Linked DNA regions of Triticum aestivum: region 2 is linked to region 1. A link is a contact called in public Hi-C data. All regions are on one chromosome and are shown on one strand. Each heading gives the region's core, a stretch centred on a gene start, on an enhancer-like site or on the middle of the called end of the contact. The rest is flanking DNA. Distances are from core to core; before and after follow the strand shown. Region 1 overlaps LOC123144290 (RNA polymerase I-specific transcription initiation factor RRN3). Region 2 holds the start of LOC123144291 (putative multidrug resistance protein).

Evidence for each region. A called contact is a pair of places that touch in the nucleus more often than the background predicts.
Region 2: a Hi-C map of leaf shows a contact between it and region 1, with 6 times the contacts expected there. The contact joins the promoter of LOC123144291 here to the enhancer-like site in region 1. A contact is called at or near these places in 3 of 5 Hi-C or Micro-C datasets (all in leaf).

Annotation. Positions count from the first base shown.
Region 1 is chr6D:161,071,413-161,077,868 of IWGSC CS RefSeq v2.1, reverse strand. It overlaps LOC123144290 (RNA polymerase I-specific transcription initiation factor RRN3), which reads right to left. Exons shown (of 14, transcript XM_044563372.1): 13 at 6,250-6,434; 14 at 5,435-5,964. The coding sequence ends at 5,646. Among protein-coding and RNA genes, the nearest start is that of LOC123144290, 9.0 kb to the right of the region's middle. Within about 2 kb of position 4,543, at least 2 of the 8 cell types and tissues checked have an H3K27ac peak or open chromatin away from gene starts, as enhancers often do. A contact at or near this core is called in leaf, where this site is marked.
Region 2 is chr6D:161,256,990-161,262,838 of IWGSC CS RefSeq v2.1, reverse strand. LOC123144291 (putative multidrug resistance protein) reads right to left here and starts at 2,088. Exons shown (of 6, transcript XM_044563374.1): 1 at 1,687-2,088; 2 at 1,523-1,577; 3 at 799-1,435; 4 at 159-699. The coding sequence starts at 1,911.

The DNA.
Region 1 (6,456 bases), core at 3,294-5,793:
ATCTCCCTCCAGATGGTTTTTATCCTAGGAAACAAATCCCAAGGAAGATTGGCATCCCCCTTCTTGTTGGTATTAGGGTTTATCTTTCTTCCTTGGAGCCCATGTGTTGTTGTTGAAATTAATGTGTTCACGGTTCATTTCACATTACGAATTTCTATGCAAGTCATGTCACAGGAACTATAGCTATTCGATTGATTTACAACATTAGCATATGATGCATTAGGATGAGATTATTCGCATGGAAATGGGCATATAATCCATTCCTGATGTAAGAAATAAGATCCTTACATATGCTATGTCACATGAAGATAGACTGATGGACTGGTGAAGCGGACTATCAAGAATAAATTCCTTTTGTTGTTAAATGCAAGATAAAAACTTTACAAAAGATGCAGTTGGCGTCCTTATTGACAATGTATGATGTGGATGTCTTGTTGCGGAGGCCGGGTGTGTGCTCATGATGATTTGTATCTTCTTGATGCTACTTTTTGAGGTAAGTGCACCCTTTATTGAAAAAAAAATGTGGTGTTGTTGCAACTAATGTGACCACATTTCATCATTTCACATTATGAATTCTTATACACATTATGTCATGATACCGGTAGCTATTTGATTGATTTAGAGCACTAGCATATGATGCATTAGAATGGGGTTGTTCTCATGGAAATGGCCATATAATCCATTCCTGATGTAATAAACAAATAAAATCCTTAGATGTACTATATAACATGAAAATAGACTGGTAGGCTGGTAAAGCGTACTACCATGAATAAATCCCTTTCATTGTAAAAATGTAAGACATAAGCTTTACAGAAGATGCAGTTGGCATCGATCCTTGCTGACAATAAATTACTAATACATACATATCTCACACATAGCACTACCAGTTCTAGAACAAACCTTCACATTTCTTACTATAAAACATAAAGAATATTCCTCTTTTTCTCTAAAGTTGTGACTTGGGACATCTTTTACCCTATTACAAGTAATTGCCATATCTTCTTAGTTGAAACCTATGATAAATTTTACTCTATTTTATTATTTATCCAAACTAACAAGCTAGACCCACTTTGTCAAAATGATGTAGTTGTTGGAAATCAAATAACTCATATACATATTTATTGGGAGCGTAAAAACTTATGCCAATTCCCTCACATCCAACTAATTAATCTGATCACAATTCATTTCATACTATGAATTCCTGTGCACGTTATGTCGCAGTAATGGTAGCTAGTCGATTGATTCAAAGCATTAGCATATGATGCATTAGGATTGAAGTTATTCGCATGGAAATGGGCATATGATCCATTCCTGATGTAAGAAACAAAATTCTTAGATGTGCTATGTCACATCAAGACAGACTGATAAACTGGTGAAGTAGACTAACAGGAATAAATTCCTTCCGTTGTAAAATGCAAGATAAAAACTTTACACAAAATGTAGTTGGCATCCTTATTGACCATGTATGCTGCAGAGTCCATGTCTTCATGTTGCTGCAGAGGTCGGGTGTGTGTGTGCTCATGATGATTTGTATCCTCTTGATCCTACATTTTGAGGTAATAAAGTAAGCCCTTTGTTGGAGAAAAATGTATTGTTGTTACAACTAATGTGATCACATGTCATTATTTCACATTATGAATTCTTATAAACATTATGTCATGGTACTGGCAGCTATTTGATTGACTTAGAGGAAGCACATGATGCATTATGATGAGGTTATTCTCACGGAAATGGGCATATAATCCATTCCATGTAATAAACAAATAATTCTTAAATGTACTGTATCACATGAAAATAGACTGATAGACTGGTAAAGCGTACTAACATGAACAAATCCCTTTTGTTGTATAAATGCAAGAAAAAAGCTTTAACACGATGCAATTGGAATTGATCCTTACTTAGAATAAATTATTAACACATACATGTCTCAAACATAGCACTGCCAGTTCTAGAAAAGAAACCTTAACATTTCTTACTATAAAATGTAAAGAATATATTCCTCCTTTCGCCTAAAGTCGTGACTACCGGCATCTTTTGCCTATTAAAAATAATTGTCATACCTTCTTAGTTGCAATCTGTGATAAATTTAACTCTATTTTATTATTTAGTATTCATGCCTTCTTAGTAAAATTTAGTATCCCCTAAATTAGAGCACTTATAAATATTTGTCTTGATGGACTTCTCTTGTAGTCGTACCAGTACTATTTCTAGAACAACTATAATGTGATCTGAACACGTTCCTCTAGTTACATTTTAATGGACTGCCTGGATGCACTTGGTTCGGAGACTGATAGATGTTCAACTCTCCGACCAGCCGGATTCGACGCAATGGAAATTAGCCAAAAATGGGATTTTTACGGTGAAATCGTTCTATATGATTTTGGTTAATTCTGGCCCAATCTCAAGATCGTTGCATATTTGGAGGGTTAAGGTTCCCTTGCGTATTAAAATCTTTATGTGGTTCGTCCACAAGCAAGTGATACTCACCAAGGACAACTTAATCAAGAGGCGATGGGTAGGTAGTTTGCGATGTTGTTTTTGTGATCATGATGAAACAATACAACATCTATTCCTTGAATGCCCACTCGCCAAATTGCTTTGGAGAACGATTCATATAGCCTTCAACATTAATCCTCCAGTCGACATTGAGTCGTTGTTTGGGACTTGGTTAGCTGGGGTTGAGCATACTACTGCGGCTCGTATTCGGATTGGAATATGTGCGCGTTTGTGGGCTATATGGAACTGTAGGAATGATATGATTTTTAACACACAACACACTTTAACTTTCCTGCAGGTCATCTTCAGAGCTACCGCTTGGATCCGTACGTGGTCCTTACTCACTCCTATGGACCCCAGGGAGCCTTTGGTTACTGGGTGCAACCAGTGGGAGATGGTAGCACGGGCTATATTCAACCGGTTCGGATGGCGGACGCATAACAGGATAGGAGTCTAGGGAGCTTATCCTTCATATTACCGTATCGGTTGTGATTGTCAGCATGTACTTTTATATTTTTCTTTTGTTTCGCTCCGCTTGCGAGCTGTAATACTGTTATGACTTTCTGCTACTTCATGGATTTTTAATAAGATGGTTGCATGCATCATTATGATGCAGAGGCCGGGGGCACGCCTCCATTTTCAAAAAAAAGTTACATCTTTGATTATGCAATATTTTGAGAAGTGATCTTTGAAAACATGATGAAAGAATTTTAGAACTACTCCTTCCCAAAACATCCCCCCCCCCCCCCCCTTCCCAAAAAAACAAGGATAGCCCTGACCTCTTCATTGATTGATGCACATAGCCATGTATTCTTATTGTGGGAAATAATACTGAACAATATCAAGCATTGATGCTAACAAATTGGCTTACAAGAAAGAAAAGGTAAAACCCTAGGCAGTCCACGTAGGACCTGCCATGCAGAAGGTTGTTCAAAATCCTATTACCACAGTAAAACGTATACTCACATGCCACACCTGCTCTACAGTTGGTAATATACAACCATTTTCGTGCCAATATATAATAAAACAAAATAAACAAAGAGAGGATGGACAAGTAAGCGCCGATGTCTCAGGTGATGTTACTTAATTATAATTTGCTTATTTACCACTGAACAACTACCAAACAGAAGCACGCCACCTTATCAATCACACTTACGTCCACTTTTTATTCTAGAAATGAAACACCATTCTTATGCCTCCACTAACCCTTAATAAAAAAGATCCATAACAGGGTGACGCCAGTTGCCCTGATCATCCTTAGAGGCCGTGCACCAAGTTGGGGGTCAGCTTCTAGAAGAAACAACCTTGGCATCTTGAAAGGACATGGACTAGCTGCGGCCAAGTCACCTGCCTGCCTGGAATACATACTCCCCGAGTAAGCATCTACCTGCGATGATCCTTTAAAGATGGCATCTGCAGGTTAATATATTGCTTTAAAAATTATGTGATCTTCTAGAGGGGAGTTCACTTACTTAATTATTCCCAATCCTGTGGCCGAGCATGAAAGCATGCATGATACCCCGTTGACACTTCCCATTCTTCATGTGTCACGCATGACACAATTAGTCACGTACGTAGCTTCTTCCTGTCCATATACATTGGTCCATACACGTGGACTAGGGTGGCTGCATGCAACGTTCAGATGCAGAAGCCGGGGATCCTCCTCCTTTCCTAAAAAAAATACATTGGTCCAGACATGTAACTAACTGATTGATATTCAACGGCATGTTAGCATACTTCTTTGAGTATTGGTTTAGTTTAAATTTAATTGTTGGATTGTATGATGACGCTTGTACTGGTGCAGATCGGTGCTATTAAGCCCCCAAGCGCACACGGTAGCGACAAACTATGTGTGATGACAACATCGTCCATGGTACATCTTCCCCGCGACGTTGGGGTCCGAGTCGGAGGTAAACGGTGGCATGCATGGTCCTAGGCCGTCTGGTGTTATGGTGCGACTTGCCCGCCATGCTAGGTAGAGGGTGTGGGAAGCAGCTGCAGTCCTCGCAGCCGAGACCGTGGAGACGGGTCACACACCGCCGCGGAGCTGTTACGGGTGACCGGCACCCCCTGGCACCGCAACCAAAGTCGCGGAGGTGTCGGGCTCCGACAACGAGGGGTATATCCTATCGTGGACCTCACCTCGACCGGCGACGTCGATGTCACGAGCTCCGACGAAGAAGAGTAGAGCACTCTCTAACTAGGACGTCGATGTTCTCTAATATTGGCTGAGAGGGTGCTCTCGCTTGTAGGTTGTCCTAGTTAGAGAGTCATTTGTTGCTAGATAAATTAGTAGTTGCTGTATATCCGCCGCGCCGGGCTGGGACGGGCCGGGAGGTGTTCTTGCTAGACATTGACCTGAAGTCGACGACGTACGCTTCGCATCGGGGGCAAAGCTAGCTAGCTAGCTACGATGAGATGTGTATAGACAAACAACATTCTTTTGGGGTGCCCACCACTGACTCGAAGGAAAAAAGATACGGATGTGCAAGGGGAGACTGCTCAACACGACCGCAAAGCAGTGGCGCTAACCAGGCAGGCAGGCAGCTTATCATTGCCACTTGCAATCAGTAGCAAAAAATGTTGATCGATGCTGGCGGCGTGGAGGACGGAAGATTTCGGGGCTTCTCTTCCGTCTACAGCTTGCAGGAACCGGCTGTGGACGACATGTTACAATCTTCCATCTATGAGATCTACGAGATACGCAACAGGGCTTACTGCACTGCTGTCGCCAGTATGACGTACCATTCCACATCAGGTCGTCTCACGCGTATATCTCGGAGATGTACATACATCCTAGCATATACTCCCTCCGTTCCTAAATATTAGTCTTTTTAGACATTTTAAATAGACTATAACATTTGGATATATGTGGACATACTTTAGAGTGCAGATTCACTCATTTTGCTTCGTACGTAGTCACTTGTTGAAATCTCTAGAAAGAATTAGTATTTGGGAACGGAGGGAGTATAATCTCACAGCCACTCAACAACTGCCGTCTTCTAACAACATCTGCACTTAACACTTTCAACCCCAAAAGTTCGTACCTGGTTGGGCTTTAACACACCCGAGTGAATGGGCCGTTTGACATTACTCCACAAACTACCAAAGGACCCTTGTTGTACAGTCGGCTCAGCTGTCTCTTCAACCTACGGTGATCCTGACATGGCCCATCGTGACGGGGGGCTCGCTGAAGGTCTGATCCTCGCGGGCATGCTGAGGCCAGCATCACCACCGTCCGCGGCCATCCCGTGGTAGAAGGAGTGGTGCGGGGTTATAGACATCTTGTTCATCGAGTACTCCAGCTCGTCGTCGTCGCTGTTGATATCTATCTCGACATGATCGTCCAAGCTGCCCACGTTCATTTCAGGGGCATCAAGGTCCAGCAGCTCATCGTCGTCATCGTCCTTGTCATTGCTGTATGTCGTCTTGACCATGGACCAGAACTCGAAATTTGGACGGATATATCTGCAGGCACAAGCGGAGCAAAAATTAATATGACGAGGACAACTAGCAGCTCTTCTCCAGATACAGATAACAGAAACTGAAATCCACTTTCAAGAAAAAAAATAAACTGAAATCCCAAACAGCTTTTGTCAAAGTAATAGTTCTGAAACCTAAGAAAAGTCCAACAACAGCAGCAACAGGGCTTACTAGACATTGTATAATCCACATGGCACAAACAATGCAAAGAGCAGTGGTTCAATGCCGCTGTAATACATTTCAAAAGTAATAATGTCAGGTGGTGCAAACCTGTCCGATTCTTTTAGCAGGTAAGGATCAAATGGGAAGAAGGTGTCAAGTCTGTTGATTCCTCCAAAAGCCCTGGACAAATCAGATTCGATTGCATCTTCAGCTGCTGAATACATGGATGCAGCGAACAATCCGGCATCCTTGGCCTGTCTCAGGAACTCGTTTACTATTGAAGGCAAGCACACCTAGGATAACAGAAGAAAATGT
Region 2 (5,849 bases), core at 839-3,338, 190 kb before region 1:
TCGCAACGAGAACAAAAGTTGACGAAAAGGAAATCGACAGCGACTTGCAAAGAGGAAACAGTTCCCATGGATTGCGAATCACGGTACTAGAGTAAGAAAAAAGTTTGTAGTAATTCAAAAAAATAAAATAAAAAAAGTTTGTAGTAATTGATTATTACCTGTGTGTCGTAGCCCTGCGGCAGCTGGGAGATGAAGTTGTGCGCATTGGCGGCCTTGGCGGCGGCGGTGACCTCATCCGGCGTCGCGTCCTCCTTGCCGAACAGGATGTTCTCCATGATGGACGTGGCGAACAGCGCCGGCTCCTGGCTGACCAGCCCCATCTGCGCGCGCAGCCACTTGAGCCGAAGCCGCCGGATGTCCACGCCGTCCAGCGCCACCTCCCCGCCCAACGGGTCGTAGAACCGCTCCAGCAGCGCCACCACCGTCGACTTGCCGGACCCGCTGCTGCCCACCAGCGCCGCCGTGCGACCCGCCGGCACGCGCAGGCAGAAGCTGGAGAAGATGGGGCTCTCCGGCCGCGACGGGTAGCAGAACTCCACGTTCTTGAACTCCACCTCGCCGGCCACGTTCGCCAGCTCCTCCCCGGTGTCGCTGCCCGAGTCGATCTTGGGCACCCGCCGGATCACCGCCAGCACCCTCTCCCCCGCCGCGCTCGCCTCCGAGAAGTACTTGACGTTCGACAGCCCCGACCCCAGCGCCCTGCATGCACGCGTTTCATGGCTCCTCGTTAATGGCGGCGCGCGCGCGGCTATGTATCGTGCATGGACATGGACCGGAAACTAGATTACTGCTACGTACAGGCCGCCGAGGATGATGGAGGCGGAGGCGGCGAAGACGGTGCCGCCCTGGTAGCCGTGGTACATGACGAGGCGGCTGCCATACCAGACGTTGAAGGCCCAGATGGCGAAGGTGATGCCGTTGCTGCCGACGGCGATGCCCTTGGCGAGCCCCTGCTTGATCCCGAGCCGCGTCGACTCCTCGAGCGCCGCCGAGAACTGCGCCATGGTGGCGCGCTCCGCCGCGAAGGAGTAGACGGTGCGCACCGACGAGATGGCCTGCTCGGCGACGGCGCCCGGGCGCGTGTACTGCTCCCTGATCCGGCGCGCGAGGCCGATGAGGATGCGGCCGTACATGAAGCCGGGGATGATGAGGAGCAGGACCGACGGCAGCGCCACCAGGGTGAGCCGCCACAGCAGCGCCAAGGCCACGGCGTAGCTGCCGAAGAACATGGCGGCGTTCATGACGAAGTTGGGCACCTTCTCGCTCAGCACGTCCTGCACCACCAGGCTGTCGTTGGAGACGCTGGCGATCACCTCCGCCGTCGACCCCACCTTGAGGTCGAAGTACTCCACGTCCTGCCGGAGCACCGCCGCCAGGTACCGCGCGCGCATCCGGGACGCCTGCCGCTCCGCCGTCCGTGACCAGCAATACCCCTCTGCACACGCATGGATCGCATTGAGAAATGCATGACTGCATGTACGCCATTGGCACGGCATCCAAACATATTGTCGTTGTCACTCACCTAGGAACGCCATGACCCAGCAGCCCAGCGCCAAGAAGACGAGGTTCCTCGCGTTCTGGCCCATCGAGTGGATTCATTTCAACACGAGAATTGCATGTTAATATTCTCGTCATGGCTGCCACGGCCGGCTGAACAATGGGCGGAAAGAAATGTCGAAGTCGTACCTCGTCGATCTTGGAGCTGAACTCCTGGAGGAGGTCGGGGCCGCTGCCGAGGTCGTTGAAGATGCGGCTGGTGATGAGCAGCATCGCCGGCGTGGAGACGCCGTCGCCGATGGCGCCCACGAGGCCCAGCACCATGAGCGCCACGTCCGCTGCGTCCGCGTGCATGAACACCGACACGAGCGACGAGCCGAAGGGCGCCTTCTTGGCGTCTGCCGCGCCACCCATGCCCGGCGAACCCGCGAGCTCGCTCGCTGGTTGCTTCTGATGGGGAGTTTTACTCGATATGTTGACTGACTCTAGGTTGGAGTATAGAAGTATAATCCGGCGGCCTCCTTTTCAGGTCGTTTAATTAGGTGGTAGACTCTGACTTGTCTAGCCAAGCTTGTCCGCCGGAGGAGAGAGGGATGGCTCCGGCTGGCTTATATATAGGGCGCCGGGCAGCAGGTGCATGCGCGAGGGAGTTATCCTGGACCGGAGTACTTTTCTCTTGATGATTCCCGCCCGGTCCTGGGAAATTCTGTTGTTGCGTCGACGCAAAGAACTAACTGCGGCGCTAAAAGGCTGGCCCTGAAAAAAATCTCCAGTACGAGGCTTTGCCTCAACAGACTTCGTGCGTTTGAGCGTACCGCTCTTAAATTCGCGATGTTATTAACAGCCACGCCTAACTCTTAAACTAGCAGAACAAATGCTAATCAAATTCGTGCTACTAGCTATAATGTATATAAATAATTAAACAAATGACTAAAGTCATCTCAAAAGCTCATTTCTTCCTTATACGCCCGGATATGTTTTAACATCAAACAAGCGTTAAGTATGTCCCACAAAATTAAACCTTCTGGACCGTTCGGTCCCCCCAAATACAGACCATATGTTGAGGAGATACGTGGTTGTCTGGACTATCCTATATGTTATCTCCAGGAAAAATATCAGGTGCTCCCGGATCACCTGATGATAAGGTGCTCCCGGTGCATCTCGGCCGTTGGATCATCAATCGAATGGACAACATTTGGTCAATGTGAATTTTGTAGAAAACCCCAAAACATTTTTGAAATGACGCTTGAATCCACATCCCGTGAATATTGCCTGTTGGATCACGATCCAATGGCCGAGATGCTACCGGAGCACCTAAGATAAGGTGCTACCGGAGCACCTGATATTCACCCGTTATCTCCAACATGCAGATCCAACAAAAAAAAACCCATACCATGACGCACCCTTACTTTTTTCTGTCAGACCCTTGCCTTCCTGCTCGGTTTCCCGCTAGATATTTCTCGCTGGAGCCTCCTCCTTAAAATTAGATAACGCTCACCTGCGAACCAACCTGTGGTTGGATGGTTAGAGGGACTATGGTATCCCCAGCCCACCAGGGTTCAAATCCTGGTGCTCGCATTTATTCCTGGATTTATTTCAGGATTTCCGGCGATGCGCATTCAGTGGGAGGAGACGCCCGTCGACTACGATGCGCCTACGGTGACTTCGTAAATCTCAAGATGATATGCCGGCTCAGTCTTTCGAAGGTGCTCATAGGGATAGGGTGTGCGTGCATGCGTTCATAGGGGTGAGTGTATGTGCGTGTATATGAGCGCTTGTGTCTGTACTGATTTTAAAAGATAACGCTCACCTCACCTTCACCGTGCATTGAAACAGAGATGAAAATTTTCATGTTTACAATATAATAGAGTGGGTTAAACACATCTTCTACTCCTAGCCTATTCACTAATCCATTTTGCTGGCGCCAACCAGTACCACGTCAATATCAACGCGTTCGTCAGCGACGCCTCATCTTCTTCTCCCTCCTTCCTCGTTTAGTTCTCGTTCCTACTTATTTTCAAGAATACTCTTTTTTTGCTTTATCTTTTTTGGAACACTCTTTCCTTGTTCACCACCATGGACCATTCGGTCGCTTTAGTTCTTTTTTTCTTCTTATTCTTAGAACACTCTTGCTTTCCAATATAACATTAACCACCCGATCAATGTTGTATCGTGTTGTCCTCACCCATGGACGTTCCGGCAACCGTCAGCATGTGGACATCTTGTAGAGTATGATCTTCATCCGTCTTGGAGAACCCTAGGTCGCCCATGTCGCAACTCGCAAGCGCTTGGTAACCGTTGTCCATGTTGGTGAATTGTGCTCGATCATGTCGTTGAGAGACTGTTGATCTTTCTTGCCCATGAGCGCTTTCAAAATGATTCGACGTGATTAAATACTTTTTTAATTAATTAACTACACAAATAATTAATGACCTACCTAATTCTCTACATGCCTAATTAACTACCAACCTAATCAATTAATTATTTTCCTAATTGAGAAAATCCCTACTTCTAATTAACTGTAGGCATAATTAACTGTCTACCTAATTAATTAAATTAATGAATCAGTTTCTAAATTAATTTGGTGTAAAAAATCCTATTTAAATGAGCCTAATTAATTGCATTTCAAATTGATTCAACGCTTGATTTTTAAAATATTTTTGCATGAATGGATGCTACGAACGATGACGACTACCAAATATTGTAGCAGATATTTCCTTAATAATTTTTTTGTCATTTAAATAGACATACTTGATTTGAGAATGTAGCCTAGCTTTCTATATGACTAACAAGAAATATAATATAACCACGTCCACGAACGCTTATACATGGCGATGCGACGACCCACCTTCCGCCACGGTCGTCCTTGACGCCGTGATACACGCCCTGGCATTCTCCATGGTGTCGCGCAGGGGCGCGCATATGCGTACACCCATAAAAAAAGATATGTTATTTTTTACTAGAAAACTTGTGATTGTCCAATTTTTTGAACACACTACAGACGCAAGCTCTCATACATACGCGCATACACTCATCCCTATAAACGCACACACACATACCCTATCCCTATGAGCACCTCCGAGAGACTGAGCCGGCATATCATATTGAGATTTACGAAGTCATCGTAGGCGCCTCGTGTCGGTGTCAAAACCGGCGGATCTCGGGTAGGGGGTCCCAAACTGTGCGTCTAAGGCGGATGGTAACAGGAGGCGGGGGACACAATGTTTACCCAGGTTCGGGCCCTCTCGATGGAGGTAATATCCTACTTCCTGCTTGATTGATCTTGATGATATGAGTATTACAAGAGTTGATCTACCACGAGATCGTAGAGGCTAAACCCTAGAAGCTAGCCTATGATTATGATTGTTCTTGTCCTACGGACTAAACCCTCCGGTTTATATAGACACCGGAGAGGGCTAGGGTTACACAGAGTCGGTTACAAGGGAGGTGATCTACATATCCGAATCGCCAAGCTTGCCTTCCACGCAAAGGAGAGTCCCATCCGGACACGGGACGAAGTCTTCAATCTTGTATCTTCATAGTCCAACAGTCCGGCCAAAGCATATAGTCCGGCTGTCCGAGGACCCCCTAATCCAGGACTCCCTCAGTAGCCCCTGAACCAGGCTTCAATGACGATGAGTCCGGTGCGCAGATTGTCTTCGGCATTGCAAGGCGGGTTCTTCCTCCGAATACTCCATAGAAGATTTCGAACACAAGGATAGTGTCCGGCTCTGCAAAACAAATTCCACATACCACTGTAGAGAGTATAATATTTGCACAAATCTAATCTGCTGACAACCTTTCATAACGTGACATCAGGCCATGGCCCGGTCATTATTCGAACCGTTTTTCTCAACCAGCTACTGCACATATTGTGAGGCAGTTTTTTTGGCACATCTTGTCGAAGCAGAGATCGTGTCCCCTTATCATGGGATTCTCATCAATACGGGTGTGGGTAACCCAACCGCGCCATTAATCACGGCGCTTGGGGAATAAGCGAGTTTACCAGGCAGGTGTGGAGGCGCACAGTTTCGCCCTTATAAAGGGACAAGGATTCCTCCTTTTTACCCACGCCTTCTTCTTCCCTGCCCATCCATTCTCGCGCACTCGAGCTCCAGCGCCCAAGTTCGCATTCTCTCCGCAAAACCACTCCAAACATGTCCGAAGCGGGAGGCAAGTGGATGGTCTCCTCCGTTACGGAGGAGAACATTACGAAGCTCCGGGAAGCCGGATACCTGCCCGTAGATATCGCGCACCGGCTCCCAGATGCGGGGTAGATCGTCCCCACCCCCGAACCCCATGAAAGGGTTGTATTTCTTACCCATTTCGTCCGCGGGCTGGGATTTCCCCTC